Regions from separate parts of the Mus musculus genome. Here all the other regions are linked to region 1. A link is a contact called in public Hi-C and targeted proximity ligation data. All regions are on one chromosome and are shown on one strand. The core of a region is the stretch at or near the end of the contact, and the rest is flanking DNA. Distances in the headings are between cores, read along the strand shown. Region 1 holds the start of Fxn (frataxin). Region 2 holds the start of Kank1 (KN motif and ankyrin repeat domains 1). Region 3 holds the start of Mamdc2 (MAM domain containing 2). Region 4 overlaps Gm34012 (a long non-coding RNA gene). Region 5 holds the start of Dock8 (dedicator of cytokinesis 8). Region 6 holds the start of Cbwd1 (COBW domain containing 1). Region 7 overlaps Pgm5 (phosphoglucomutase 5).

The links. A called contact is a pair of places that touch in the nucleus more often than the background predicts.
Region 2: a contact with region 1 is called in a targeted proximity ligation map of pancreatic cancer cells.
Region 3: a targeted proximity ligation map of bone marrow-derived macrophages shows a contact between it and region 1, with 5 times the contacts expected there. A contact is called at or near these places in 2 of 130 datasets of targeted methods (bone marrow-derived macrophages and forebrain).
Region 4: a targeted proximity ligation map of extraembryonic endoderm stem cells shows a contact between it and region 1, with 8 times the contacts expected there. A contact is called at or near these places in 2 of 484 Hi-C or Micro-C datasets (cerebral cortex and cortical neurons) and 3 of 130 datasets of targeted methods (astrocytes, bone marrow-derived macrophages and extraembryonic endoderm stem cells).
Region 5: a targeted proximity ligation map of acute myeloid leukemia shows a contact between it and region 1, with 2.6 times the contacts expected there. A contact is called at or near these places in 1 of 484 Hi-C or Micro-C datasets (erythroblasts) and 4 of 130 datasets of targeted methods (acute myeloid leukemia, bone marrow-derived macrophages, large pre-B cells and 1 more).
Region 6: a Hi-C map of B cells shows a contact between it and region 1, with 9 read pairs. A contact is called at or near these places in 3 of 39 promoter capture datasets (erythroid cells, hippocampal neurons and pre-B cells), 1 of 484 Hi-C or Micro-C datasets (B cells) and 4 of 130 datasets of targeted methods (bone marrow-derived macrophages, large pre-B cells and pancreatic cancer cells).
Region 7: a Hi-C map of the G1E-ER4 cell line shows a contact between it and region 1, with 2.2 times the contacts expected there. A contact is called at or near these places in 2 of 484 Hi-C or Micro-C datasets (the G1E-ER4 cell line and embryonic stem cells), 2 of 130 datasets of targeted methods (bone marrow-derived macrophages and embryonic stem cells) and 1 of 9 other capture datasets (liver).

Annotation. Positions count from the first base shown.
Region 1 is chr19:24,278,199-24,282,461 of GRCm38.p6, reverse strand. Fxn (frataxin) reads left to right here and starts at 1,872. Exons shown (of 5, transcript NM_008044.3): 1 at 1,872-2,055. The coding sequence starts at 1,897.
Region 2 is chr19:25,234,936-25,239,198 of GRCm38.p6, reverse strand. Kank1 (KN motif and ankyrin repeat domains 1) reads right to left here and starts at 2,224. Exons shown (of 14, transcript NM_181404.6): 1 at 1,882-2,224.
Region 3 is chr19:23,446,001-23,450,263 of GRCm38.p6, reverse strand. Mamdc2 (MAM domain containing 2) reads left to right here and starts at 1,942. Exons shown (of 14, transcript NM_174857.3): 1 at 1,942-2,239; 2 at 2,571-2,684. The coding sequence starts at 2,206.
Region 4 is chr19:23,518,600-23,522,862 of GRCm38.p6, reverse strand. It overlaps Gm34012 (a long non-coding RNA gene), which reads right to left. Exons shown (of 3, transcript XR_386614.2): 2 at 253-351. Among named protein-coding and RNA genes, the nearest start is that of Gm34012, 24 kb to the right of the region's middle.
Region 5 is chr19:24,997,372-25,001,634 of GRCm38.p6, reverse strand. Dock8 (dedicator of cytokinesis 8) reads right to left here and starts at 2,106. Exons shown (of 48, transcript NM_028785.3): 1 at 1,932-2,106. The coding sequence starts at 1,984.
Region 6 is chr19:24,959,828-24,964,090 of GRCm38.p6, reverse strand. Cbwd1 (COBW domain containing 1) reads left to right here and starts at 2,475. Exons shown (of 15, transcript NM_146097.3): 1 at 2,475-2,707. The coding sequence starts at 2,560.
Region 7 is chr19:24,792,386-24,796,648 of GRCm38.p6, reverse strand. The region is part of intron 6 of Pgm5 (phosphoglucomutase 5); the gene reads left to right. Among named protein-coding and RNA genes, the nearest start is that of Gm52405, 64 kb to the left of the region's middle.

The DNA of each region.
Region 1 (4,263 bases), core at 623-3,122:
GCTTTTGTCAACTCCATGAATTCTTCTTGAGACCCTTAACACACACACACACACACACACACACACACACACACACACACACCAGTATTGGAAGATGTTGCCTTTGGATGGGTCTGGGTCATGAGGGCTCAACCCTTGCTATACACAGGGCTTGTTGGAGGCCTTTCTGTTGTGTGAGGAACAGCATTCTTCTCTTCCTCTCCAGAGGATCCATTTCTGTTCTTTATAATCTAACCAGCCTCAGGCAGTACATTACAGCAGCACAGAATGGACCATGATGCTGACCGGTAGCGTAGCCCTCACTGTTTTGCAGACTATTGGCTTCCATGGATGGGCACATGATCCCAGAGAGCCAGTTAGAGCTGTGATATTGAAACTAAGAAAAACTCCTTTTCTAAGACAGAGGGTGTAAGAGCCCTCGGACCAGAAATCAGGAAGCCAGGGTTCTAACTCCCCTTCAATCAGGGGGGAGTCACTTAATATGTCAGGGCTTCCAATTCCATATCTGAAAATTAGCTACAGGTCAGAGAGGGAGAAGGAGAGGAAGGAAGGAGAGAGAGAAAGAGAGAGGGGGAGGGTTGCATTAGCAGTCACTACAAACTTCCCCTTTCCTTTGTGGCTTTTTGTGGGAAATCAGAAGCAATAGTATCCCAAGTCAGGTGGTACATGGAGGATGTTCTTAAACGCTTTGCTGCTGACCGCTGCTGTCATTCAATCCTTCTTGAGACCCTGGAGGCAAAAGACTCCTCTGACACTGTCTCTTAACTCTTGAAGCTCAGAGTTCTCCAGTGTCATAATGGCAACCCGAGACAATGCACAGACTCCTTCTCACACTGACATAAAAGCCAGGAGAACTACCAGGAGTGTGAGGAACCTGTTGGGGCTGCTGGGGGGGAAAAAAAAAAAAACAGCTATGAGGAGAACCAATCACCAGTCCTGACTACTCCTCATCCAAGAAGCATTCGGGTACTTCAGCCGGGCACTTCCTTATTCCTACTGTTGTTTCAGAATCCCATACATGTATACAATGTGTTTTCGATCAAACTCACCTGCCACTCCCAACTCCTACCGAACCACCCCACCCCTCCTCCCAATTTTATGTTCCTTTTTAAATTTTTATTTATTTATGTGTTTATTTGTTTATTTACTTATTTATTTTGACTAGGTCTCACTATGTAGCTCCGGCTGTTCTGAAACTCACTATGTAGCTCAAGCTGGCCTCGAACTCCATATACCTGACTCTGCCTCTCGGGTGCTGGGATTAAAGGTGTACACTACCACCGCTCTGAATTTTTTTTTTTTTAAACCGACTCCACTTAGCCCTAACAGTGTATACAGTGTAGGACCATCCCCATGGAGCTAGGACAGCCAATCAGAGGCCATATCCCAGAAGAAAACTCACCCTCCCTCATCCTATAGCCATCAGCAACCAATAGTTCCTCGGCTGAGCCTGGGGCTACGGAAGCCCCTCCTCCATTCATGCTGCCTGGTACTTCTATTGCCTAAGAGATGCGGAATTTGAGATGATCGGGCAGTTGAAGCTAGCTGTTAGAACTAGTTTTGTTTTGTTTTTTAAGCAAAGCTATTTTGATCACCAGCGTATCTTCAGAATCACCCACTACCACTCTGTAAAATTGTTGTCAGCGAATAAACTTGCAGGGGTCAGTGTTTACACACTAGTGCTGCCCAAGGGATACGTTGCGAGTTTGGCGCAGAGCAGGTTCTGGGTTCTGGTTAAAGGTCTGCACAGGGCTGTAGTGCTGGACCTGCGCGCAGGAGCCCAGCCGCGGCGCTCGGGGGGGGGGGGGGGCGGGGGGGGGCGGGGGGGGGGCACGGCCACCAGGTGGCACCACCGAGTCCTCGCGCGGGGCGGAGCGGCCGCGGAGCTGGAGTAGCATGTGGGCGTTCGGAGGTCGCGCAGCCGTGGGCTTGCTGCCCCGGACGGCGTCCCGGGCCTCCGCCTGGGTCGGGAACCCGCGCTGGAGGGAACCGATCGTAACCTGCGGCCGCCGAGGCCTACATGTCACAGTCAACGCCGGCGCCACCCGCCACGCCGTGAGTACGCGCTTCGCCGGGCCGCACACCGGAGCGCAGGCCGCGCCCGCCCCTATGCCGGGGACGCGCAGCGCGCACGCGCCGAGTCGCTCTGGTTGCGCGCGCGTTTGGGTGCAGGGCGCGCGCGGTGTTTGCGCGGGCTTCGGACCTTGGCGGTGGGGATGGGAAAAGACGAGTTTCCGTAATTAACACAGGATGTATAGCGTGTGCAGCAGGGCGTGTTTATTATTGTGTGCACTCCGAAGTTGCCTTTTTCAGGGCGTGAGACTAATGGGGTTGTGGAGTTGCTCTGAGCAGGGCTTTTTGTTGCTTGTTTGCCTCACTCTGTATCCCTGGCTAGCCTAGGATTGGCTGAGTACCCCAAAGTGGCTTCAATCCTGTGATCCTCCTGCCTCCTCTCTGCTGGGATCACAGGTGTAGCAGCAGAGCCCTAGAGTCCAGCTTTTGGAAAATGAGGGGATCTTGGTTCCACGTTCTGACTGCGCGGCGCTGGAGAGCCCTGTGACCTTGGGGAGACCCTAACTGTCTGGGGGCAGGGCTTGGCTTTCTGTTCCGAGGAGATTAAAGGGTAACACCCATTTTGCGATTTTGGCGGGAGAATTAAACTGTATTCGCAAAGGCCTTAGCACTTCAGATAAGTCTCGGTTCTTAGTAGATGCAAAGAACAGAATCTGTTACTCCGTGGCTTGAAAAGACAGCAGTAGGGTGAAGGAAGGCTTTCCGGAGAGGGCCGTGATAGATGCCAAAGAACGGGTCTGGGGAGCATTCTAGGAAGGGGAGAGCTATGGACAAAGGTGGAGTAGGCTGTGGGATAATAATGTCTACAGGTTTAAACCCAGCTTAGGATTCTTGAGGTCCTGTCATTAAAATAAAAAACAATAATAAAAATAGGGCTAGCTTTGTAGCTCAGCAGTGACATGGTCACTTAGCGTTCAAGAGTTCTTGGGTTCTTTCTATAACACTGAAAAAGAAAGTTTAAAAACAAAACAAACAAAAGTGGACTGGTCAGAGAGAGAGACGGCTAGGGTTTGAAGGGCCGAACCTGTAACCCATGCTTCCTCAAACACTTTCTTGGATGTTTACTGCCCTGTTCTTCCCTTGCCTGGCGCCTGACAGCTGGGCTCCAGTTGCAGCTGTGCACTTTGGATTTCTGCATCTCTGAGAGCCTGAGCAACTTTGTCTTTGGCATCTCCGTTTCCTCGCCTGTACAATGCAAATACAGTCGGTCCATCTTTATGCTCAGAGTCTGTTCTCAGTGGCTCAATATCGTTTACGGTCCCCAGTTGTCTACCCTGATGCTCCTACAGTCACTTTGAAAGCGGCAGACTGGCCAAAAGCGCAAGGCTCATGGAAGGTGTCCCCTCCCGGCCGTTGTCCAACAAGGCTTGATTCCGCTGTCACGGAGTGAGCAGATATTCAGTCTCTTCAGCGAAATGCCTGTTTGCGTCGATGTACCTGTGGGAGACTTTGTCGTTTGAAAGTGGTCCCCAAGCCTAGAGCCACAGTAAACATAGTAAGATTGTGGAATGGCTTGCAAAGAAAATGTATGAAAGAAACACCTCACTCAGGTGGGCAGTGGTGGCACAGGCCTTTAATCCCAGTACTTGGGAGGCAGAGGCAGGCGGATTTCTGAGTTCGAGGCCAGCCTGGTCTACAGAGTGAGTTCCAGGACAGCCAGGGCTACACAGAGAAACCTTGTCTCGAGAAAAAAAAAAAAAAAAAAAAGAAAGAAAGAAAGAAAGAAAGAAAGAAAAAAAGAAACACCTCACTTCAGCATGAGTTATAAGTGTTCTTGCTTCAAGTTCAAAGCTGACAAACCAATAATATATAATAAATAAAGTGTCTTTAGACAGACATGCACAAACAGAATTATGCATACGCATTGGCCATTTGATAGTTATGACCCTGAGACTTATAGGGACCCAACCTGTGCCCCCTAGGAACAAGTAAGTGAGCACTGCAACTCTATAGGGCTACCCCCTCCAGCGGATGATGATGGAGTAGGGGATAGAGAGATGGCTCAGCATTTAAGAACACTTGCTATTCTTAGAGAGGATCTGGGTTTGATTCCTGGCACAAGGCAGCGCCCAACCTTCTATCACTCCAGTTCTTGGAGATCTGAGATCGGCTGCCCTCTTCTCCCTCCAAGGTCACCCACATACATGCTGTGTATATCCATATACTCAGGCACACACACACAAAATACAA
Region 2 (4,263 bases), core at 975-3,474, 960 kb before region 1:
ACTAGCTCAGAACTCCTAAACTTTGCTCCTATTCCCAATAGACATGTATGCACATACATGGACTCAAAGTCCCATCCTAAAATGAATTAAGTGTGGTACAGTCTCACAATGGAATACTACACAGCCGTTAAAAGGAATTGTCTCCCCAAACCTTGGCTTTCTCCCCATCTAGACCCTTCCTCTTCCATCCTCCCTTGTAAAAAATGTCTCCTAGTTCCAGGACAGCCAGGGCTATACAGAGAAACCCTGTCTCGAAAAACCAAAACCAAACAAACAAACAAACAAACAAGAAAGATGTCTCCTGAGCTCCAGTACACATAAGATCATCAACCTAGTTTTTGATGTAGCAATGCCTGTAGTTTCTTTGTAGCCAGTTTGGGCAACATTTTTTTTTAGACTTTTTTTTTATATATATTTTTATTAGGTATTTTCCTCATTTACATTTCCAATGCTATCCCAAAAGCCCCCCATACCCTCCCCCCCACTCCCCAACATTTTTTTAAAAAGTACTTTTAGGCACTGGGAGTGGAGCCCAATGGTAAAATACTTATTTAGCAGGACTGAGTTGGAACCCCAGTACTAAAAACAATCCTTGCTTTTAAACTTGAAGGGTCTTTCCCCCCCCCCTTTAATCTCTCTCCTTTGTGCACTTGCAAGCTCTGATTTCTGTAGTCTTTCCTTGTCTCCTGTCGCTCCCCCCAATTCCACCCCCTCCTCCCAACCCCCAACCCACACCCATCTCCAGAACTCACTTTTGCCATAGTAACTCAGTCAACTAGCACGACCTGTGGAGGAGGCAACCCTCGCTCAGAAAGATCACCAAAGGCCCCCGTGGAAGCTAAATGAATTCCCAGCTAAGTGAATGTCTGCACGGGCAGACAGACACTCCTCCATCCTCACCCTTTTTAATCTCCCCAATCAACTGACACACTTTCCCGCAGCCGCCCTGCTCAGCACTTTCCCAAAATTTAGCTGTAAAACAACCGAAGGTTGATTACGTGTCTTCTCACTATCTATCTATCCCTCTTACCCGAGGGAAGAGACAGAAACAGCAGCCGCTCGGTCCCGGAGATGGTTTTTGTGGAGAGGTGGGAGCGTTGTTGATGGCATAATTTTATTATTATATGAAAAGCCAATGACTCATGAATTTTAAAGTATATTGATGTGTATTACATCCAACTTTTAAAATAAAACTTAAATAGATTAAACATTGAAGAGCCCAACAACTTACTGGAGAGCGATGCACGAAATGAGAAACAAGATAACTAAGTACCGCATAAAAGCCAACTCTAACAAACTCGCAATTAACGCAAGGAGGCTTTGGTTCCCAAGTAGCCCAGGTGACAACCAAGGTCACTGATCCGGGGGATTGGCATTCCTGATTAGTCTTGGGCTCTCGGTCTGATTCCATACTTTAATTAGACGAACGGAGAGGCACCTCGGGAGAGAAGTGCAGAAAACAAGCGCTGGGGGACGCCACAGAACATTGCCAACGCGAACAACGAGGCCTGCGCCGGGTCAGCCGCGCGGAGTCAGCTCAGGCCGGACCGCCCGCGAAAAGTTGCCTTTGAAAGTTGCAAAGGGACCTGGTGAGGGGGGATGAGACTCACCAGCTCCGCGGCTCCCGAGCGCGGGGTTTCCCACGTACCTGCGCGACCAAGTGTGCCCCGGGACGCTGCCACCCGTCCTGCTGGACCTGACACTGCAGGTCCTCAGGAACTCAAGCAGGTCCCGGAGCTTAGGGCGGCCCCTAAAGGCCGCACCCACCCCTCCCCCACGCCCAGACCCTGCAACACCAGCTAGGGCCACCTGCCGCTCCGGGACCGGGATAAAGGAGCACTAATCGCCGCTTCCTACTGCCAGAGGGTACACCAATCTTACCCTGGGACGCCTCGGAAAAGGGCGCTGCACTGCACTGCACTGCACTCCGGCTCCGAAAGGACGGCTTAGTATCAAAGGACCAGCGCGCCCCACTCCAGGTCGGGAGGCGCCGCCCCCTCGAGCGCCAGCGGTGATCCCAGGCGACTGCTAGCCAAGGCAACCCCACGGACCTTCCCAGGGCAATCTCAGGGCCAGTGTCGCCGTGCGCTCCAGCACGCGCCAAGAGTGTGAGGCTGGGCACCCTGTTGGCTCAGGGTAGAGTCGGAGTTCAGGCGCCCCAGATCGTCCCTGCAGGGGACAGGAGCGCAGCGTTGCCACTACTCACCTCCAGCGCCGCGAATCTGGAGCTGGCACAGGGCGGGCGGCTCGCGGGGAGGGACCGAGAAGCGCTGGGCGGGGCCTCGGGCAGCGCCAGACTCAAACCCCAGTTACACTAGATCGCGGAGCAGAATCCTGCAGTGGCCGTGCAAGAGTAACTTGCGGCTGCCGGGAGCCACCGAGTGCAGGGACACAAACCGGCTGCAGCTCTAACCGAGAAGTCCGCAAGGCACCGCGCGCTCTTTGTACCCGAGAGCCGGCCGTGGAGAGCCCAGTGCGCCTGCGCGCCGCCGCGACTCTCCTAGGCGCACCTCCACACCACTGGTTCCTACCCGCCCGAGCGACCCTCCCATTCGCCCTGGAGGGGGTTCGGTGCGAGCAAGTTTTCGACCTTGGGAGCTGGGCGCGCCAGGAGCAGAGTAGCACCCTAATAGCGCCTGTTACCGGGCGCCGTTAAGACGTTGGCTTGGGAACCTGAATGGAGTAGGAGACTCGAGGTTTCAAGTCCGCTCTGGAGCCGATGGAAAGTTCCAGCCAACTAGCAAGCCGCAGGGACCTAGATTCATTCCTTCCAGCACTCCTAGCAGAGTGAGGAGTCTGGAGTCCAAACTGACAAGGCCTGGCTACAGGGTGTGGAGCACAAGAAAGAAGTCACTTGTCCCTAAAAGCTTCATCAGAAGAAAGGGCAGTAGATCCACAAGAGATGAGTTGGGAACTGAGGCACAAGTCCTCTTTCAAGAAGATGGCCAAAGACAGAGAGTCCAGTGATCAAAAACAACATAACTGCTGGGGAACATAACAGAAGCCTGGAAGCCGGGCAGTGATGCTGCATGCCTTTGGTCCCAGCACTTGAGAGGCAGAGGCAGGCGGATCTCTGAGTTCCAGGCCAGCCTGGTTTACAGAGTGAGTTCCAGACAGCCAGGGCTACACAGAAAACCAAAAAGAGAAGAAAGGGGGTGGGGAGAAGAGGAGGAGGAAGAGGAGGAGGAGGAGGAGGAGGAGGAAGAAGAAGAAGAAGAAGAAGAAGAAGAAGAAGAAGAAGAAGAAGAAGAAGAAGAAGAAGAAGAAGAAGAAGAAGAAGAAGAAGAAGAAGAAAAAATCTGGAGCGAGGAGGATCCTTTGCTAAATAGCAAGTTCCAGGCCAGGCTGAGCTATATGAAAAATGGGTATTGCTAAAACAACCATAAAGACAGATTTGAAGGTTCTGATCGTCTCGATTGTTTCGTGCCCACTCCACCACACACACACACACACACACACACACACACACACACACACACACACACACAGCACCCCTTCTCCTAGACCAGACTGTTAGAACAAGCAAAAGGCAATGGGTAACAGAGCAAAAGGTCTCCTCCTGGGAACCTCAGTTTCTACATGGGTTAAGAGGGTCCTTGGATTCAGTAGATGGTGTGGGAGACACCACTCATACAGGATAATTCCTGAGAAACGTGCTTACAGGGAGAGGATCGGAACCATGGGATTCCTGTTTTTCAAATGTCCTCACCTGGCTAGCTAGACTGCTCAGTCAGTGGGCTGTAAGTTCAGGAAGACTGGCTGCCTTAGTAAATAAGGTGGGAAGCCGTCCAGGAAGACATCTGACTTCAAGTTCTGGCTTCTACATGCTCACATGAGTATATATGTTCATCTGCACACACTAGTGTGCCTACACATGAACATACATACATACACATGCAAAAAAAATAGTTTGTAATGCCTACCCCTCCAGAATTCCAAGTCTTGACTTCCCCTTCATTTCTCCCTCCTTACATTTACTCAGCAAGCATTAAACATATAGGATCTCAAAGAGTGGGCCGATGTGATCAATAAAACACAGCAGGCCCAGTGTGGTAGTGCAAGTCTTTAGCCGCAGCACTTGGGATACAGAGGCAGATGCATCTCTGGGGGTTCAAGGCCAGCTTGGTCTCCAGATTATTCAATGCTACACAGTGAGACCTTGTCTCGGGGATGAAAAATAGATTCAATTTTCAGATTTATATTTGAAATTTTATCTTTGATTTACTCATTCTTTTACATTAAAGCCAATTGACACATCATTTA
Region 3 (4,263 bases), core at 693-3,192, 830 kb after region 1:
TATAAAATATCTGCAATGATGTATATAATAAACGTTCTCTTTTCTCTCCTACCTGAGGGAATGTATATAAACACAGTGAGTAACATTCCCCAAACAAGTTTCTGATCCTTTGAGCCATAACTTACAGAAAATTCATGAAAATATGTCTGAACTTCAAAGACGAATCCCAAACACTTTTTCAAATTATGGAGGTGGTTATTGGATTTTCCACTACTAAAGCAACACTGGAGTGATGACCTAACGGGGCAGCAAGCCATCGGTGGGGAAGAGCATTTTGAACAGTGGAGATGGCTAATGTAACATCCTGTGAGAACACAACTGGACTGTTTGGCAGGACAGAAACAAACCAAGTGTTGAGGGCTGACAACGAGGAGATAAGAGGTTTGGCTAGATGTGACAGGTCCTTGTGAAGAATTTGGATTTCGGTAAATGATATGGGAACTTGTGGCTTCTTGGGAAAAGGCTATTTTTGTATTGAGGGGAAGCCCTTACAACTCTAGTTAGAAGGCAGTGTGGTAGGCAAGGCTTAAGAAGGGAAAAGAGCAGGATGATGAGGCCACTGTGGTATCCCAGGGCAGTAAACATGCCAGCAGCGACCAATCAGGGCCTGAATATGAACATGGAGCAGGTGGGTACCTGGTGTGATGTCAGTCCGGAACAGGCAAGATTTGGCATTGTCTTGGGAAGAGGAGAGCTTTCGGGCCTGACTCTAAATTCTCAAGTTTTTCTGTCATCAGCAATTGGAAAACAACGCTGTTAACTAAGGTGGAAAAGAGGAAGTTTGACATTGTGAACCATTCTCCTTGAGACCTGTTAAGTCCAAGACAACTTGCAAGCATCCACTCGGATAATGGTCAGGTGATAGTGAGACAGAAGCCAGCAGCTACTGTGCTTCCCCAGCATCATCAGTCATCAGCCTCTGATATATGCGGTGATGTCTAAATGTGAGGGACGAGGTAAAGCGCCCAGGGAGTGGTCAGAAAAGGCAGCAAGAGATTAAGGACGAGCTTCAGTCAATCCAGTGTCAAGGGCCAGGGAGAAAGGGCATCCAGGCCCAACAAGACAGCTGCTGTGGAAGGTAGGAAAAACAAGCTTGAGAGGTCAAACTGAAGACAGTGAGCAGAGCTTTGACAGCTGAACAGGAGTGTTTTAGACCAGCGGTCCTCAGAAAGTGGGTCCGGGCCAACCTCAGCTGGAAACTGATTAGAAATGTACAGAATCAGGAGTCCCACCACAGAAATACTGGATGAGGGACTCAAACATGGGCCTCTTTAGGGGATTAAAAATAAGCCTACTCTAGACACAGAAATGCCTGCACAAGCATACAAAGGGGATTAAGAAGCAGAAAAAAACTAATATACTTTTAACTATTTGATATCAGGGAAATGACCCTCTCCCCAACCTTCCATTAGAATGGCTGTTTGCAGAAGAGGACTGCCCCCCCCCCCCATTTCACTGGACCAGGGAACGCTGAACATCAAGCATGCCAGACATTCTTCTGCCCAAAAGGAGTGTGTGTGTGTGTGTGGGGGGGTACTATTCCAGGGTTAGCAACACTGGGTCGAACGCTCTGAGAATTAAAATTTATCCCACGCCCACCATATCCAAAATTTCCTCTAGAAAGCCCTAAGAGAATTCCATTCCTTTCCATTCTAAAGAAAGGTGGTTAAAATTAGGGACACACACACACACACACACACACACACACACACACACGAGAGAGAGAGAGAGAGAGAGAGAGAGAGAGAGAGATAGTTACAAGCTACATGCAGGGAAAGCTGTCCCCTGAAATAAGCTGTTTCCCACCGTGGATGGGCGGGGCAGGAGTCTCTGGTCTCAACCCAGCAGAGGGACTGCCCCTTCTAAGTGTATGCAAGAGGTCTGGTCCCCAGCTTTAAAATTCTGGACGAAGGCACCACTTGCTGACCTCTCCTCTCCCCCAAGTGGTGGCTGGCCCTTCTCAAGTGTGCAGTTGTCTCCTCCCTGTCCAGTCCGGCAGTCGCCCGGGGCCCAACCGGGCTACGAGTGGCCGGACGCTACAGCCTTGCGCAGCGCGCTCTGCTCCTCAGACTCTTCGAATTTGAGCAGCCTGTGGCATCCCCCAGCAGGTCCCCCAGCTCCTTGCCTAGCACCCTCCCTTCCCTAGGAGCAGCGGGCCACAGTGAGCCAGCAGCCCTCGCGGGTCCTCCTGCCTGAAGTTCAACTATGCTACTAGAAGGGGTCCTGCTGGTAGTGCAAGGTAAGAACCAACAGGAGACCCCCCCGGGGAGGGCGTCCTGGAAACTCGCTCCCTCTTGGGCTGTCAGGGTGGGGTTCTGGTGTCCGCTCCGCCATCCAACAGCTCTTCTGGACAATTCTCAGCCACTAAGCTCCCGGCTCTCCCTGGTCAAGCACGGGATGGGGGTGGGTATGGAGTTGCGCAGAGGAGGGTCCCAGGAGTGTTGAGGGAGGTCAGACATCCTTCTCTCTTTCCTTCCCACAAGACTCCCCGAACTTCACCAGGTAGTCCCCAGGGCTAGTGCAATACTACCAGGCAGAAACCCAAACTGAAAGTCCCTTTGTGCCCGCAGCCTTGCAGCTTGCCAATGCCCTAGACCTGCCCGCTGGCTCCTGCGCCTTTGAAGAAGACACGTGTGGCTTTGACTCCGTGTTTGCGTTTCTGCCTTGGATACTAAATGAGGAAGGTAAGGGGACTTCGTAGAAAGATGCTCGAGGTGAACTTTCTTCACGTCTTGTTCCTCCCAACCCCCCGGAAGTAAAGATATCTTGGAGTTACTTCCCTTTGGGAGGAAAAGTGTGTGAGTCATGAAACCTCCTTCCAACTCTCCTGCAGCAAAGAGTGGCCAGGGAAACCACGGGAAAGGGGGCGGAGGGGAACAGCTGTGTACCTGGCTCTGAGCATGCGCTCCTACCCCCAGCACACCCTATTGAAAGGGACAAAGGGGATTCTGCTAATGATTGTTGCCCCTAGCCGTGTGCCCCCTGCAGGCTGATAGCCTTGCTAGTCTCAGTGGCTACTTGCCCGAGCTGAGATTGTCAAACGGACTAGCTCACAGGAAGCTTTGCAGAAATTTTCCACACGGTTGTGAGCGTCCTCTGTGCTAAGCTCTCCCACTTTGGTCCACCCACAGCAGTTTTACCTGTGATTCATCCTTTCCCATTGTATCTAATTCAGCACTGGACAAAAGAGTTAACTCCACCACGGAGTCCCTGAAGCCACTGGGCTAGGGCCAATTGATCAGTCACATTACTCTGCACCGCTGGGGTTCCGGTGACAACGTTTAAGTGAAAAGGAGTCTGTGATGTGTTTTCTTACCCTTCATTGTTACAGTAAAAAAAAAAACAAACATTCCAGTAACAAGCACTGGTGTCCCTCTCCTTTCCTTTCTTCGCTCTTATCACCATCATTTTGAAACGTGTTACTTTGGACCATTTATTTGGACTTAGAGTAGACTCCCTTAGAAGACATGCTGCTGTATAAAGGAAGGCCGCTGAGCATTCTCCCAGCTCAGGCAACCTTGGAGTTCAAGTCATCCAGCCTGGCTCCCTGGAACTGGACGCTTGCTTAGGACGGAGAGCTGTGACCACAGTCCTTCCTGCCCATGTGACTTTGGGAGCCTTGCCTGTGTGAGCTTCCCTGACCCGCACAGGTGGCTGATAATAGCATTCATATGAGAATCTGAGCCTTCAACTAGTCACATGGTTGACTGAGTGGCCAATACTGAACCACAGCTGGGGGCGGGGTGGGGTGGGGGACACAGAAGATACTAAGTCAATAGTCATCTCTTGTCTCCAACACTTGCCAGGTCTTAAGTGTGGTTTATTTAGGTTTATGTGAGAAAGATGTTTAAGGGGTCCCTGTCTTGCTGGTGGTTTCAAGAGAAGAGTTTAAGCTTGTCACCCCCTTCGTTATATTCCCTGTTCTGATTGGGTTTGAAACATTTTGAATGATGACTCTACCTATGCTATGGCAGTGACTTTGAAAGCATTATTCTCAGTTTATAAGGCTTCTCAAATGCCTTCTGGTTTGAGAAGGTCTCAGGATGACCTGGCAGGCATGTTCCAGCAGTTTCCTATCCCTTCTTGAGAGTCTGATTCAGTGGTCTGGACTGGGGCCTGAGAATTTCTCACGTTCCAAGATACTGGGACTGCTGCTGTTTCTACTGATCTGGGAACCACACTTTGAGAATCCTAGACTACCACAGTATAGACACACACACACACACACACACACACACACACACACACACACACACCACCTAT
Region 4 (4,263 bases), core at 798-3,297, 760 kb after region 1:
CTTAAGCACGCTCACCCTAGAAGGGTAAGTACAGTGTATACCTATGAGTGGAACTTCTAGATCACATGACATTCCATGCTTGGCTTTGTGAGAAACTATCATCCCATTTATGGGAATCCCCCCTTTAAGTCTGCTTCTTCTACGGCCCAAGGCACATGATGGCAGGGAACACGAAGTCAGCAGGGAGTGCTAGCTGTAGCCAAACATTGAATAAAGACATTCCTTCCACATGAGCTTTTATTGAAGACTTACTATGTGTGCCAGGTACCAAGGACACAGATCGGTTAGGTTATCCTCCACGGTAAAGCTGTGGCTTATGGCTGAAGGGGCGCATACTCTGCTGGGGAGAGACTGTAAGATACATGAACACAACCTTATATGTAAGCAGAAACTGAGTTGAAACAGGCCTGGGTTTTTATACAGATGATGGTATTAAGCCAAGTTTGCTTGAGTGGGCCGAGGATTGGGGAGATGAAGAAGCCCCCCAGTTGTGGAGATGCAGATCCTGGATGAGGGCTCAGGGCACTGCAACAGTTTGGATCATCTCTAGAGCTATTTAAGATTTTTGCAAGTTGCTTTCCTTACTGTTGTAGAAAATAAGATTGACTTAAATAAGGTAGGAAAGTTGTTGGGGAAAGATTATAAATTAAATTTCTGTCTGATTTGGAGCCATTATTGGCACCTGAAAGAGGGTGTTTCAGAGGCTTATCTTTAGAACGGTTGTATGACTGACGGGGTTTTTATGAGCAGTTGGGACGGCAGGGAAATGGAACTCTGCATACTACCAATTCTGACTAAATGTCCCCATACTGTCTAACTCCTTGGCATGACACACTTGTGACTCAGACTGAGGTTACAGCAGCAGGAGTTGTTCTTGGAGATACAACATTTTCGTTGGTTGTTTTGAGACAGGATCTTGCTATGTAGCTCAGGCAGATCTCCATCCTCATACCTTTGGTCTCTCCTTGACTGCTGAGGTAACAGACATGTACCACCATGACTGTCTGACATACAGTGAAAAAAATCTGCTCATTTTCCTTTCTACTGTATGCACAGAAGCAAGACAGGGCACGATGAAAATGCCTTCTGATGGCCAAAGCTCAGAGCTCATCCTCTGTCCTCTCCAGTCTTTTTCCTTACACACTAACCTTCTCACCTATAGCAAAAAAATCATGTCATATATATAAATATACATGTATACATATATGCATGTGTATGTACAATATATATTACATATATACATATACACATATAATATATTATATATATGTGTTTTATATATACATTCAAATGGAAATTAGAAAAATAAGTTTTAAGACAAGAGACTAAAAATCGGAAGACTTGACCTTCTAGCTGTCAACAATGCCCTAAAAACCTGAGTTCTTCTCATTCCCTTTCTACGAGATGGCACCTTCTCAAATGAGCTCTTCTTGGAGTCTCAAAATGGCTGTAAGCCCTGACCTGTGTGCTCCCTGTCCACCTCGACAGCATAGGAAAATGTCATCCCAGCATCCCCCATGGAAGTCCTGAGGTCACTCTGCTGATCTCGCTGAGGTCACGTGCTCACCTCTAATCTAGTTGAGGTGGCTAAGCGGTGAAAGCAAAGCCACAGGCCAGGTGGCACGCCTTATGCCTACGGGCAGGAGTCGTTTCTAAAAGCATGTAGCTCTCTGAAATGGCATCAGAGGTCTGCCCTTTACTGATGTATTTCCAAGAGCAGCAAATTGTTTCAGGTCCACTTGCAGGCACACCTAAGCTTATCTCTAGCTAGATAAGCTAGAAAAGTAGTCTAACTTTTCTCAGCCTAAGCATTCCTACTTAAGTCGGAGTATTATCTAGAAACAAGAACCATGTGGAAGAGTCCAGAACTGTGTGGAAGCTTGTGGCCAGAGACACACGATCACAGAGAGGTGGTCAGCGGTAAAGACTCCTTTCCCCTGTAACAGTGATGAGGTGATGTCATGACTTCAACTCTCCAGACATCTGTTGGGAGGTTCCTGTTGCTAAAAGTGGAAGGACTGATTAGAGGACAAATTGCACAGAGCCTCCGCTCATTTCTAACCAAAAGGGAAAGCCAGTTGGTGTCCCAGAAGGTATGGTGACCGTAGGAGGAAGTGACTGAATCATCTCGGAATTTGTAATGGCAGGGAAGAGGAACAAATGGGCATGTTTAGACACACCCATTGGCTTTTCTTCTTTTAATCTGAAATCAGTAAAATGAGTTTGTAGTGTGTTTCTAAAAGGGACCATCACTTACGAAGAACGCGTAGCTTACAATAAAAGGATGCTTACTTTGTAATCATGGCTTATTCTAATGACGGGGATGCAGGGAGTGTCCCTTACAACCACCCAAAGAGAGGAATAGAAAGAACAGAAACAGAATTTTGAAGGAAAAGTGCACAGTCAAGGCTGAGCATGAGACCAGAAGCACAGATTTGTACCAATAAATCATACAGAAAAGCCAGCAGGGAGCAAGTTGATTGAGACTGGAAAAATATTAAAAACTAAGAGACTCTTTCATCTCTACCTTTGTGTGTGTGTGTGTGTGTGTTTATGTGTATGCGTGTATGTGTATTTGTGTGTGTGTGTGTGTGTGTGATTTGTGTATGTCTGTATGTATGTGTGTGGTGTGGTGTGTGTGTGTGTATGTGTATGTGTGTGTGCATGCGCGCAAGCACTCACATGCATGGGTGTGGGTGTATAGATGGGCAAAGTGGGAAATGGCCACTGGACCAGGCAGTTTTAAATCAGACAGGGGAATGTGGAGTTATCCATTTGTTGCTTCACTTGTCCCCTGCCCACTCCCTTTAGAAAAAGGCTTTCCAATGTGGAAAGGCTAGCATTGCAGAGAAAACTATTCCAAAAGAAAAAAATACCCCAGGAAAAACATTAGCCCATCCGGATTCATTTCTGTAACAAAGACAAATAAATGGCATCCCCAGATAATTAAGCAACTACCATGGGATGTGAATGGCCTCTTTCAAAGAGAGCTACATCATGATCCCTGAAACCTGTGACTATGTGACCTCTCATCGTGAGTAGGACTTTACAGATGTGGTTAACTAAAGCTCTTGTGATGGGAAGATCCAACTACCTAAATGGGTCCATTGTAATAACCAATGTTCTTATGAGAAGAAGGTTGGAGGGTCAAAGAAGCAAAAGAGGATGTGGGGAAAGAAACAAAGGTTGGAGTGATGCCTCTGATGGCGGCGATAACCAGCCAGGGAATGTGAACAGCATTTAGAAGCTGGGAAAGGCAAGGGCAGGGATTGTCCTATCAGAGGCTCCAGGAGGAACCAGTCCTGCCAACACCTTCGTTTTAACTCAGTGAAACTGTTGTTGTTTTTGTTTTTTTTTTTTTATTATTTCAATGCTGTACTATAACAAATCTGTGCTGTTTGAAGCCAGAAACTCCATGGAAATATGTTTCAGCAGCAACAGCAAACTAATACAAGCCTGGTGTTTCCGAGCTAGAAAACCACTGTAAGAGGAATGGCACAGAAGAGTGGCAGTGAGCACATCCCAGTATTATCAGGTGGTACAGGATGCACAAGTATGACACTTGTCATTGATAAAAGTTTGAATTTGCTTATTATAGAAGTTGCCTGAAAATACTAGAAAAGAATGTTAATACCAAAAGCAAGCTTATAAAGGAACGCATTCTCTTCAAATAGGGTGATTCTGGTTTTAAAGTTATTAGGTTTATTTTTCAAGGACACATCTGTATCAAACAAACAAACAAACACTCAAAGAAGGTTTGGATAAAATCCCTAAGGATAGTAATTTGCATATAAGAGAAACAAATGTAGACCAAGTCATGAAAGATTTAGGGAGATTTATAGTTGACTGAACAGATGTACCAGAGTGTGTTGTCTACTGGAACAGAGCCATTTAGGAAAAACAAAAGCAAAAGGCAGGCCAGTCTTCTCAGCCACCCTTCATTAGTAATGTGCATGATGCTGTAAGGTACATTGTTACTACATGGCCAGCTCTGCAAAGAACATGGGCAGCTCTGCAAAGAGCATCCTTACTGCATGGGCAGCTCTGTGAAGAACATCGTTATTACATGGGAGGCTCTGTAAAGAATTTCCTTGCTACATTTTGTAGATAAAACAGTTGTTAAAACCATAACTGAAAAGAATTCATACTAAAAAGGATCTTCCTAGATTAGAAAAAGTGAGCAGATGCTAGAAGCGTGACAGGAGGGAGTGACAGTCAGTGCCGGCACAAGGCTTAAAATTTGTGAACTACAGCATAGACAAT
Region 5 (4,263 bases), core at 857-3,356, 720 kb before region 1:
ATGGCCTCTGCCTGGAAAAATAGTCCAACTTCAGCTGCCCTTGGTACTTTGTCTTCGTAGGTTCTGAAGTATCATCTCAGATTTGATGATATTAGAGATGGCATTGACCACGACGAAGCTAGCGGTACTGATGTGTCAGCTAGCAGCTATTTAACATTCATTCTGAGCCAGGCATCATAAGCACGCTGTCTCTACTCTACTCAGTCCTCCTAACAGTCAGAAGAGGGAAAAACTAGGGTTCGGATACTAGTTATTCCCACTGACACAAAAGCCGGTACACAGTTGCAACCCTGGCAATCAGAAAGTTGAAGCAGGTCAAGTGCTCGGAGTTCAAGGCCAGTTTGTGAAACAAAGTGAGAGACCTTGGAGAGACAGAAAGAAGGGGAGGAGGGAGGAGACCAAACATGAGAAAAATATAAAATGTGTATGCCCAATGGGATATACTTAGTTTGCAGCAAAACTTTGTAAGGAAATTTGAATGTAGCCTGGCTCTTGGTTTTCCTAACACTGTTTTGCTTGGGTGGTTGCTTCTGTTTTGTTTCCTTGTTGCAAGGTCTCTGTATGCAGCCTAGACTGGCATCCAGCTTGTGATTGTCTTGTCTCAGCCTCCTGAGGGCTGGGATGATGGGTAAGTCCACCACTTCTGGCTAAGGACTTTAATCCTCCACCCTTGGGTTATACCAACCCCGAAGCTCCTTGCAAGAGCGTCTCCAGGCTTGCATTAGGTCCCAGACAGTCACTTCAGATCAGTCTCACCCCTCCTGAATCCCTAACAGCTTCCTGCCCTTGTTCCTTGTTTCCTGGCTTTTTTTCTTTCTCATGACAGGGACAAAGAGAGGAGAAGCGGGGAAGGCAATGATGACAGCCATCAAAACTTCCTATGCCCCTACGGCCCCACTGCAGCCAGGACAGCCTGATGAGGGGAAAGGCTCCGATAGGAAGACTGAATTATGATATAGTTACCCTTTAGCATTTGTATACAGTCCACATTAATAATTAAACTAATTGGACAGATGAAATAGTGAAGGAAGTGAAAGGTCTTGCTCACAACTGCACAGGGAAACTCCACTGGCCCTCTGTGGTCCTTACCGCTCACTATTCAAGGATGGTGATTCCTAGTGACTCCAGCTTCACTCACTAGCAGCCCAAAGATGAATTACTGTGGGCCAGCGTCCCACATGCAAAAACAAACAAACAAGAACAAGAAAAAAACACCAACCCTGGAAGTCCTCCAGAGCGCTGCCCTTCCACATTATCTTTTAGCCAGGCAGTCTAGATTTCCCAGGTCAAGGCAAAAATGCCCCCTTGAATACTTGTCAGCAGTTTTCAGTGGAGGAAACGCCGCCGCTTGAGTCTACCGAGAACTTTATGAGTAGTCAACTCACAGAGATGTGGCGTGTGCAGCTCTGTTTATAAATTGGAAATCCCTGTGTTCTTCACTTTTCTAGAGTGCTAGAAATCTTTAAACGTCAGCTACAGCTCATTCCCTTTCGCTTATTTAAAGGAGGAATTTTTTTAAAATCATTTTTTCCACTTCATGGTTGGCTCCTTTTGGACCAAGGTATAAAAATAGCGCTGCCATCCAAAGCCAAGATGTTTTTTGGAAAGAGGGGGTTGAAAGAGCCCTAACCCTGGACCACGGACCGATCTGCTTCAAAGCAGGGCTGATTTTCAGCCACTTAGCTTCTTTCCGCTGTCTCCCGACTGGAAGGAAGGCGCAATTTGTTAAGCCAAGTTCGGGCGCGCGACCCCGCGCTCCGGGTCGGGCCACCTGTCTCAGAACAGCGAGGGCGGCGGGAGCCACGCCGGGTTGGGGAGGTGGCGCAAGACGCTGGTCCGGACAGCAGCGCGGGTGACAAGAGGACGAGAATGAGTCGCCACGGGGACCGGCGCGCCCCGCCGCGGACTGGCCAGGAACCGCGCCGTCTTACCTGTTGATCTTGAGCGCGAAGGCGCGGCGCTCGGCGCTCGGCAGCGTGGCCATGGCGCGCGCGCGCGGTTCCACGGCTTCGGGGCTCGCGGGGCTGCGGGGGGACGGGACCCGAACGCACAGCCGCTGCAGAGCCCGGCGCGCCCGGCGCCAGCCTCATCTGTCAGCCGCGCCGCGGAAACTTCCGCATTTCCACCTTGGCCGCGCAGCTCCCGGGGGGAGGGCTCTGCTCCCTCCGCCGCCCGCGGCGCCGCCCGGCCTGGCACGCACCGAGCGCTTGGCGAGGGCGTGGACGCCGCGCCGAGCCGCGCTCCGGATACTCAGAGTCGCCGGCCGCAGGCGCGCGTTTCCCCCGCCGCTGACCCGGGACCGACGGGCACGGTGGCTGCGGAGCGCGGACCGCGAGAGCTGGCCGGAAACGCCGGCGGCCGGAGCCGGAGGGCGACTGGGGCAGTGAGCGCTGGATCCAGAAGCAGCCAGCGGGGTCTGGAGGGGCCACCCGGTGGATTGACGCCATTCCTGGGAACATTTCTTTTTAAGGCAGCCTCTTAGGACATCAGTCGACTTTTTCCCAGCCGAAGGCGCACTGTCATTCATGGGACACTTTATTATAATGGCTGCATCCCACGAGTAAATATTAGGAGCTATATGACTTTTCATTTTAGAACCTGAGGGAATACACAGCATTGAGATTGACCGGTATCTCAACAGAGTTCTGTTTTACATGGAGAAACCTGACCAGACCACAAAGGAGAAATCTGGAGAAATAAAAATAAAAATAATCCCCAAAGGATGAGCGTGGAAAAGACTGTGCCTATTTCAAGTAATATATTTGGTCCAAGTTGTGTTGTATGAACTCCGTGTGTTTCCACTTGTCAACTTGCCTTCGGAAACACGAAAGGGCTATATTTTTGGCTCAAAGCTGCAGAGTCTAGATATGGAAGCCACAAGCCACATGTGGCCGTTGGCCACTTGAATTTTTGGTTAGTCTAAAGTGAGATGGGTTGGAAAATAAATACACACTGGGTTTCCAAGACAGTACAGAAAAAAAATAAGGCAAAATGTCTTAATTTTTGTATTGATTGCATGTTAAAAACAATCCTTTGGAAGCTGTTAAGTTAAGAAACATATTATTAAAGATAATTTCACCTGTTTGTTTTTCCCTGTATTAAAATGTGGCTCCCATTAAGAAGATGTAAAAATTACTTCCTTAGCTCACATTTGCTGGCACATTGAGTTCTTACTGAACAACACTGGTCCACTACAACTTAATTTGTAACCTAATACTAAAATACTGGCCGACCATATGCTATTTATTCTTGGCAGCCTTCTTCCTCTGCTTCTGGGTAGGTAGTTGAGCAAACCTTCAGAGCTGGTTAGGTAACTCTCCCCCTCCCTCATACCAATGCCTTTAAACATAAAAGACAATGTGTACAACATAACAATACAGAGACTCTAAGTACAGACCGACAGAAAACACGACTTTAATAAACGAGGCCAACTATTCCTTGTAATCCAAACCTGTAATCTCCACTACTCAGAAAGCTGAGGCAAGAAAGAGGATCACAAATTCAAGGTCTGCCTGTGCTACAAAGCAACTGCAAGGCCTAACATTCTCAAGGGCCTGGATTCATTCCCAGGGTCAATTTTCTAGAAGGCTTAAAAATATATATCTGTTGTTTCTAACTTCCAAAGGTCTCCTAAAGATATTTACTACAATGGGATTTATGGGGAAATACTTGGATAGAAAAATATTAAAAGAATAATTGTGTGTGTGTGTGTATCTTCATTCTGTGAACAATAAGTAACCCATTGAAACATTTTTACCAGAGCCTTTAGTCCACGTACAGGTGGGCTTGTCTTGGGTTTCTAAATGTTCATGGCATGCACTTTCATACAAATCAAAAATATACTTGGTTCCACATAAACCCAAGTAAAATGTAATGAGGTTATCTTAAATGGCTCAGATATTTCCATTAGGGAAACTTTTTTGAGCCGGTCAGGAGTATATCATGGCACCTCACACCTTGCCTCACATTATACTATATTCAATGTATAATATCTGACTGTGGAGCTGAGCTTAATCTAATTACCGTTATCCATGTTGTCATTTTATGCTTAGAAATACCTTCACATTCCCTTAACAGTCACTGAGATCATCAAGAATGTTATCTATGGAGCTAGCCATAGCTTTATCTGCTCTCTAACGAATTCACGGTTCACCAGCAAACCTCAGGAGTGGCCATCCTAACGTCTCCTCTCTGCATGTTCACTGTCTCTGCAGTTCCCTATACTCGAGCTTCTCTCTTTATTCCTCCAGGCAGAGCTAACTG
Region 6 (4,263 bases), core at 1,226-3,725, 680 kb before region 1:
CAGGCAGAAGAGTATACACAGGCTGGACCAAGGCCCACTCTTCCATGTGCAGCTTGGTCATCACGTGGGTCTTGAACAACTGGAACAGGGGCTATCCCAAAAGCTGTTGCCTGTCTCTGGGATATGTTCTACTAGCTGGGCTGCCCTGCCTGGCCTCAGTAGGAGAAGAAGTACCTAAACCCTGCAGAGGCAATGTGCAGGGTTAGGGAGATACCCGGGGAGGTGGGGGGGGGGGGGGCGGGGAGGAGGCGGGAAGGGCTTTACCTCTCTCTCAAAGGAGAAGGGGAGGAGGGATGGGGGAAGGATTGTGGGAGGCGTGAGCGGGAGGAGGGACAGCCATGTAAAGTGAACAAATTTAAATATAAACAAAGCAAAAAGAAAGAAAAAAAGAGAAAGGAAGAGAGAGAGAGAGAGAGAGAGAAAGAAAGAAAGAAAGAAAGAAAGAAAGAAAGAAAGAAAGAAAGAAAGAAAGAAGGAAAGAAGGAAAGAAGAAAAGAGGAGGAAAAAGCCCTTGCTTTTCTGAAATTCTGCTCAGTGACTAAAGTGAGAAAAGAAAATGACAACTCCATAGATTCAATGGATAATTATTTTATTGGAAAGAGATATGCAAAAAGACTAAAGGAACAATTTTACCAAGTTATAAGTCTTATGTTTGCACCTGAGGTTAGAACTTTAAACTGCTAAAATTATCAATTCTCTGGGGAAAAACAAAAAACAACAAAAAAACTGGCCTAGCATCTGAGCACATGATTGCCTTTACCTAAAATAGTAGTTAAGGGATAAAACTCAATATAACATTAACTAATCTAATGTGCACAAGTCAATGTTTTCCAGTGGATTCAGAGTTCTTTTTACCATAATGATAATCACATTTAGAACATTTTTATTACCATAAAAATACATGGTGCCCACTAGCAGGGACTATTAAACCCCTAGTCCTTAGGAGTCACTAAGCTGTTTTCTGTATCTCTAGATTTGCCTGTCATGGACATTCTTCTATATTAATGGACTTGCATAATGTATAGTTTTTATGAATGGATTTATTTTTAGCACATCTTTGAGATATGCTTATCTGGTAGCAGGTAGCCAGTACTTTGTACCTGTTTTTCACCAATTAATTTTTCCAGTCTGGATATGTGGCATTTTGTTTGTCTATCAGTTGATGGGTGTTTAGAGTACATTGAACACCCAATGTATATAACTTATTAAAACCTCATTTTGAGGGGCTGGAGAGAGAGCTCAGCATTTAAGAGCACTGACTGCTCTTCTAGAGGTCCTGAGTTCAATTCCCAGCAACCATATGGTCGTTCACAGCCATCTGTAATGGGATCTGATGCCCACAGAGCAATGCTTGCTAGCCCCTCTTAAAGCCTGAAATTAAACATGGTCAAAACACATAAAAAGATGCTCAGTTTTGTTCAAATCCAAAGAAATACAACTGATGATCACATTGAGGTACTATTTTGTATTTAATTGGGAAAAAAATTCATGTCTGCTAATATTGACATTACACCAATATGATCTCTTACATTGTTGGGAAAATGTATGACTGTCTCAAAATGAAACAAAACAGCAACACCTGAAAACAATTGACAGGAAATTCAGTAGTGAAGCTGGAAATCCAGCAAACCCCAAGAGAGTATACATTGAATGGTACTCTTTTTTATGAAATTGAAAAACAAACAATGGTCAATGTTATTTATGTGCGTGTGTATAAGGACAAACCATAACAAACACATAAAGGAATGTTCAGTATTCCCAAGAAGATTCATGATTATAGTTAGTATTCTAGGCTGGGGTAGAAGAGATGCAATTTAATGTTTTTGGGTTAGGGTACTATCAAGGAATCCACTATAAACACACACAAAGGAGTCCAGAGACTAATGAGAATATTATGAACCAATAAATACAATTATTGATCTGAGTTTACCTTATGTCCAAGTAAAGGAGAAAGAAAAATAAATAAAACTATTACATTGTAAAAGATGAGATAGCTATAATACATAATTATCATTGTAGAATAATTATAATATATAGCATGACTTCACAATTACTCTTTTCCTTGTGAATGAAAGAGATGGACTTCATGAGAATAAAAAAAAAATGGCAACTTGAAAAATGTCTGTCCTGTGGTGAAGCTGCCCAAGCCTAATAGGTGTTGCCTCAGCCCAAGCAACAGACAGTGGCTAACAGCTGGAGCCCACTACAGCTTCGAGGCAAGGGAGCTCCTAGCGTCCTAACAGCAAAGTGCAGTTTGGCCCACGGGCAGAGGGCACGCCCCTAGAGCGTGCTTCACACCCGGGGGGTGTGTCCCTCTCTATAAGGGGCGTGTCCACTGTGCGTGGGGGTGTATCTATCTCTGCGTAGGGGCGTGCCTCCCCCGGGAAGGCGTGTCTAGTTTGAATAGTGGCGTAGCTGGAGGGCGGGCTGGTTCCTCAGAGGCCTGCTCCGCGACGCGTTGTGGTGACATCATCAGCCCCGCGCCGACTGAATCCTGTCGCGGAAACGCGACTGGCGGCAGCTCTTTAGTTCTGGAGTCACTGGTGTCCTGCTGGCGGCATGTTACCTGCTGTGAAAACTGTGGAGGCGGAAGAAGAGTACGCGGAGGATTGTCCTGAATTGGTCCCCATTGAGACCAAGAACCAAGAAGAGGAAAATCTTGACTTCATCACTAAGATTCCAGTCACAATTGTCACCGGGTACTTAGGTAATTAAGGGGGGCTGCCGTGTCTCCTCAGGCACCCGGGCCTCCTGGCCGAGGACGAATCTTCGAGGTAGGGGCTGGGGCCTCTCTTCTAGCATTTTCAAAGGTAGTTTTGAAACTCAGACTCACCTAATGTTATGGTCTCTTGATTAAGTTGTCTTTCATTTGTGAAGCTCATCTCCCCTCAGTTTAGAGTAGAAATAATAAAGTCATCTGAGTTTTCTCATTAAAAAACAGAAAAACAAAAAACCAAAGCAAAACAAAGCCAAATGGTCTATTGTTATTAAAGGATGCCCTGGTCAAGGAAAAAAAAAAAAAAAGAAAGAAAAAGAAAACAAAGATGCCGACTGTAGATTGCCTGACACCTTGCTTAGTGGATTCCATTTCACAGGAACCAAACTCTTCCAGCCATTAGTGACAAGTCCTAAACTGTGCCCTCCCCTTTTGAGGTCCGCTTGGAAAGCACTGTTAAGAGATTGATTTAGAGTAAGACCTTTGTTTTGGGAACTTTCCTAAGCTGGGGGTCTTGAGGGTGCACCTCGGGGGTGTGGTCCTTGGAAAACACAGATTTGTGAAACACGGTGCAGTTTTCTGAAGATCAGTCCACGTGCTTATTTTTTGTTGGAAATGTCTAGATATCCTTTTAAAGCATTACAGTTAACAGCAACAACAAGTAAGTGGCTGAAAATGTGGACAAATAAAAATTGTGGAAAAAATATGAATCAAGTGGTACTCTCATTCCTGTGTGTTGCAACAGACAAGTTGAATCTCGGTGCACCCTTTAGATACAACAAAGAAATCACTGTTGTCTCCACACCACCAGGTTTTGTTTGTTTGTTTGTTTGTTTGTTTGTTTTTCCCCTTCTAGAGTCAGACCAAGGATATTCTAGATTTTACTTGGGCTTCATTTTTATAAAGGAATAACGTTTTGGATTCAGATGCTATTCTATAGAATCAGAGCAAATTTCCTGGTCCAAAGAACATACTTCAGAGTTGGCCCTTGGCCTTTCTGCATTTGGCTTACTGATAGATGAAAGGGACAATACAGGTAATGGCCTGAAGCTCTGAGATCAGGACTAACTCCACCAACCTCCTTGTTCCTGACTGAACCTAGGGGACAGCTGGCCTCCTGTGTCTTTTTTTAAATTTTGATATACCGGGAACACTGTTCCACTAGCCTCCACATTTTCGTTGTTTTTCAACCTATTTCTCTGGCTTCCATCCTTCAGATTCACTTCTGTATAGTTTTTAGTTTAATGTCTTACAGGCATTTCCATACTTAACATGTCCAACACTCTGGACACTAATAATTTCTCAAATCCTGCTCCTGAGATTCCCAACCATCTGCAACACTAACAATATTTCCTCCTAACTCTGGTAGTCCTGAGTCTCCCTGCTCCTTAATATATCTTGGTGCTAGCCCTACCTTTCACCAAAGTGTTGCTTGATTGTCACATCCTTTAGTGGGTTCTACTTGGGTGAAAACTTAAGTTCCTTAGCAGGAATTCAAGGACTTCTATGATCTGGTTCCTTCCTAACCCTCTAGCCTGTCAGATGGC
Region 7 (4,263 bases), core at 754-3,253, 510 kb before region 1:
GGAGGAGGCTTGTTCTGAGAGGCAGCATCCTGGGAGACCCTGAAGCCTACGTTTGCGAGGAAAGCATCCAACAGAGCCTAAGTTTGCAAGTGAACTAAGAGATTAAGATTTGGACCTGGGGACACTTGACCTAAGCAGGGGACTCCAAACACCCCCTGAAGCCTGGGAGGGTCTCAGGAGGTGGGACAGCTGAACTGGTGGGCTTGGGAATGAACAGGGAACTATGGTCAGGACAGGGATCAACTTGGGTTAGACAGAGCCCTAATTCATCATTACATAAAATTTTCTTTATTTTTACCTCATAGCATTGTTGTTATGCACTTAGACTTTAATTTTTTGGTGTGTGTACATGTATGTGCTCTTGTGTGCATGTGTGCCTCCTTGCACATGTGTGTTATGTAATAATGTGTATAGGAGTGCAGCTATAAGTAGATCAGAAGATAGCTTTCAGGAGGTTATGTCTTCTGTCTTGTGTAAGGCAGGGTCTCTCTTGTTTCTGCCATTGTGCTGTAGACTCTAGACTATGTGGCTTGCAAACTTCTGAGAGATTTTCTTGCCTCTGCCTCCTATCTCACTGTAGGCATGCTGGTATTACAGATGCTCCAGCACCTTGGTTTTTTGACTCTTCGGAATCCCAACTGGGTAAATGTTTTTATTGACTAAGCCATTTCCCTAACCCTATTCCTTCAATTCTTGATCATAAGTGTGTTATAGCAGAAGGTATTTTAATGTAATGTACTGTGCCTTAATAATATGTATTGATTTGAATAATTTCTAGACATGGTATTTATGTCTCAATGTGCATATGTCATATACATACATTTTTGTTGAATTAAATTTATCCTCTTTCAGAAAATTCCATTTTCTAGGACTTAGAAATGAGTGTAGAAGAAACCAATATTGTTGTTGCTATTTTAATGGTACCATTAAAGGCAGCATGGCTGGTGTGTATTGAATGATGCCCAAGTCCTATGAGGTATAGTGCATTTGCTGCAGACCTGAGCTAAATTAGCCATGCCCAGGAAAATTGAGAAATAGAGAGGCTCCCCCATAAGTGTTATGCATGACTTTGTGCCATCTACAAGAAACTGGATCAGTGGGAGAAAAGTAAACTTTGGGTGAGGTCCTTTTAGCCAAAGAAGTCTATCTAAGAAGTCACGTGTGGTTCTGATGGTATCTATACCAGCACATAGGGAGATGGCATCTATACCAGCACATAGGGAGATGGCATCTATACCAGCATATGATGAGAGCTGCTGTATAAACAGCCCAACTCCCTTGCCCCTCATGAGGGAATCTCAAGATGGGCATTTCCTCTAGCTCCCAAAGGGCCCTCGTGGGATTAAGTTCTTGCCACCCCTGAAAAAAACTGGCCTGAGATCCTAACTTATATTAGTTTTTTCCCCCCTTTATCTGTTTATCTGTCTTCTCACTGGTTTTCTTACCAGCAGAATAAGCTATGTGTAGTTGAACCTCTGCAGGATTCAAGTCTCTCCCCAGAGAACTCAAAAAAAGGTTCCTTTTTTCTCATTGACTCTTGAGATGTTTTAAACCATGCCAAATCTCACCCTGCATATTGACCCAAGCTTGGCTTCTGTAAAGCAGGCAACGAAAACATTGAAACATCCCACAGTTACAATAGTTAACTTAGAAAGTGCTCGGCTCTGGGGAGTTATCTTGGACCTCTTTGAATAGGTAATCCCAAAGGGGCATTTCTACCTTTGATGGTCATGTATAACTTTATTATTTTATGAGATTAGCTGCTATGGAACTCTTTTATGGAAAGAGATTTAAGAAAGTCAACAAGATACACATCTGCCACGAGGGCAATTTTATCTTAAAAGTGGGATTTCCCTTCAGCCTAGAATGCTGACTGATTTTTTTTTCTTCTCTAATGGGGTTCAGCAGGTTGACAAGAAAGCCGGGATGAAAGACAGATGGAGGTGTGAAGATTGGCTAGCCCAGGTCCCATGAGTCTCCAGCCTTTGCTCAGCTCTTCGCCTGTTATAACTATCTCCTTCTAGCCAGACAGTGCCTGTCACTCGCAGCCTGTCACCAGGCACGGCTTCTTATCTCAGTCAGCAGAAATTCTTATGAAGTGGGTTTTCTTGTCAAAGCACCCAGAGACTTGCTGGGACTGGGTCTGGAGGCCCCTTCATTGATAGTGGGTTATACTTGGCTAATCTAGCAGAGAAGCCCTTCAGCCCACCCCCAAAAGAAGGTCGAAGGAGCCAGGGAAAACACTGGCTCTGGGCTTCCTGGGACTTGCGTCTCTCTTAGTAGGAAGCCTTGATCTGTGGCCCTGAATGAGCCACTTCATGCAATACTGTTCTCTTACCCCCTCCCCCATCAGATCAATATCTAGGACACAGAATAGGCCTTTCTAGCTTCAAAATGGACCCGAGATGCAAATTTAGTGCTGGGAATTGGTTCATTACACACCTAGTCTTGCCAGGAAACTTGCAAACACTTGGGATCAATACTTGCCCTGTAATGGGTCCTGACTAAGGCTGTGCATAGTCTTTCTCCCCGGTTGTCATGGAAGATCACCCTTCTATGCTGCAACCCAGAGGTCCCGGAATTTGATGGTATATACCAGAATGTAGGGAGAGCCAGGGAAGAGCTCTTAGTTCTGCTTCAGTTGGACTGTCTGCCCTGCTACTGGCTTCTCAGTTGGCTTTAGTTGTACCGTCTGTGGTATAGGAGCCTCTGATAGTATCTTCTCTCAGCTTGGTTTCACTTCACATGAGACATATCACTGCCAAAGTCCTCCCGAATGCCTCCAGGGAGCAGGGAACTTAACTCTCTGCCTTTGGTCTCTCTCTTTTGCTCTGTTTCAGTCCTGACAAAAGCCAGTTGTTTTCGAGGGCAAACCTAACGCCCTTTTCAGTCTTATCATGCACTGCTCGGTTGGGCCCATTTCCCTGGGCAGGTCGTCACACATTTTCATATGCAGGAGGAAGGGACTGGCTGGGAACGTTCCTTCTACACTTTCTGACATTTCCCTCTCTGTTTTGGCTTAAGCAAAGTCACCCTTGGACTAAGGACCCCACTGTCTTGTGCTGTTCAGCTTTGCAGACAAGTGGGTTTATTTTTTAGCTCAGACCTTTTAGCTGCCATCTTTGCAATGTTGAAGGTGTGAGAGAGAAGCACCTGGGAAATTAAAATCTACCGCTGGTTGCTTCTCCTACACCGGAAAGGATGGAAAGATGTGTTCAGTAGTGAAGACCCAGGCCCTGATTTCTAAGGGCGGTCCTCTACTCTTCTTGCCTTGTTTGGCTTGCTGCTTGGCAGGATGGCTTCCTGTCCTTGGCTGGTCTGTCCTCTGAGACAGCCAGGTCCGTAGCTCCACATCACCTGAAGAAGCACCTCCTTGGTGCCTGGCTGGGCCAGCATAGGTCTTACTAACAGCTGACTGAGACATCACTGTAGTCGGGTCTTTCTCTTTTTCCCAGGACTCCTGACTGCTTGCCCAAACTATCCTAGTAGCCTGCCCCCAGTTCTTGTTTTGGGTGTCCGAGCTGGAGGGCAGGAGGAGGTTCTGGGAAATTAAAGTCTGAGGGTAAAATAATACTGTGAGCAACCTGGCAGGACCAGGAAGCCTGTTACACAGCGATAGTCACTTCACCGAGTAAGTGTCCTGCCCCTGTGCCAGTGTAAATACAGAAGTTAACTACCACCTTGGGTCTGTTTAGTTAAACATCGCCAGGTTCATTTGGATCAGCCTAACACAATTGACTGCAATTCCATAGCTTCCTGTTTTGGGTTAATTAAGAGTTATGCATGAGCTTTGGCATGCACACTAAGTTGCCCGTGGTGGAAGATGAAACCATAACCAGAAATGTCTTTAGATATGGTATCACAAGCCTAAACATCCTTAAGATGTGACAATATGGAGTCCTTCTTGCTGGATACCTTATTGGCAAAATAGCAAGATAGAAAGAGCTGGAATGGCTAGCATCCAGTCCAGGTTGCTCCTCCTCAATTTCCACACCCAGGCATGTAGGACAAGAGGGACAGCCTACCCTAGAAGTTTTGCTTGTGTGGAAGGTTTGGGTAAGATAGGCATAATGTCAGGTATATTGGGTCATTTTAAAGCTGCAGTGAGAGAAGTCCTTCTTGAGGGAAACTGGAATAGAGAGGGACACTGGAGGAGGCCCCACAGCTTCTCTGAGGTTCAGTCCAGATAACTGTTTTTTTTCACAGAAGCTTTTTATGGACCCAATGTTGCTTTTTTTTTTTTTTTTAACATTGAAATCTTCT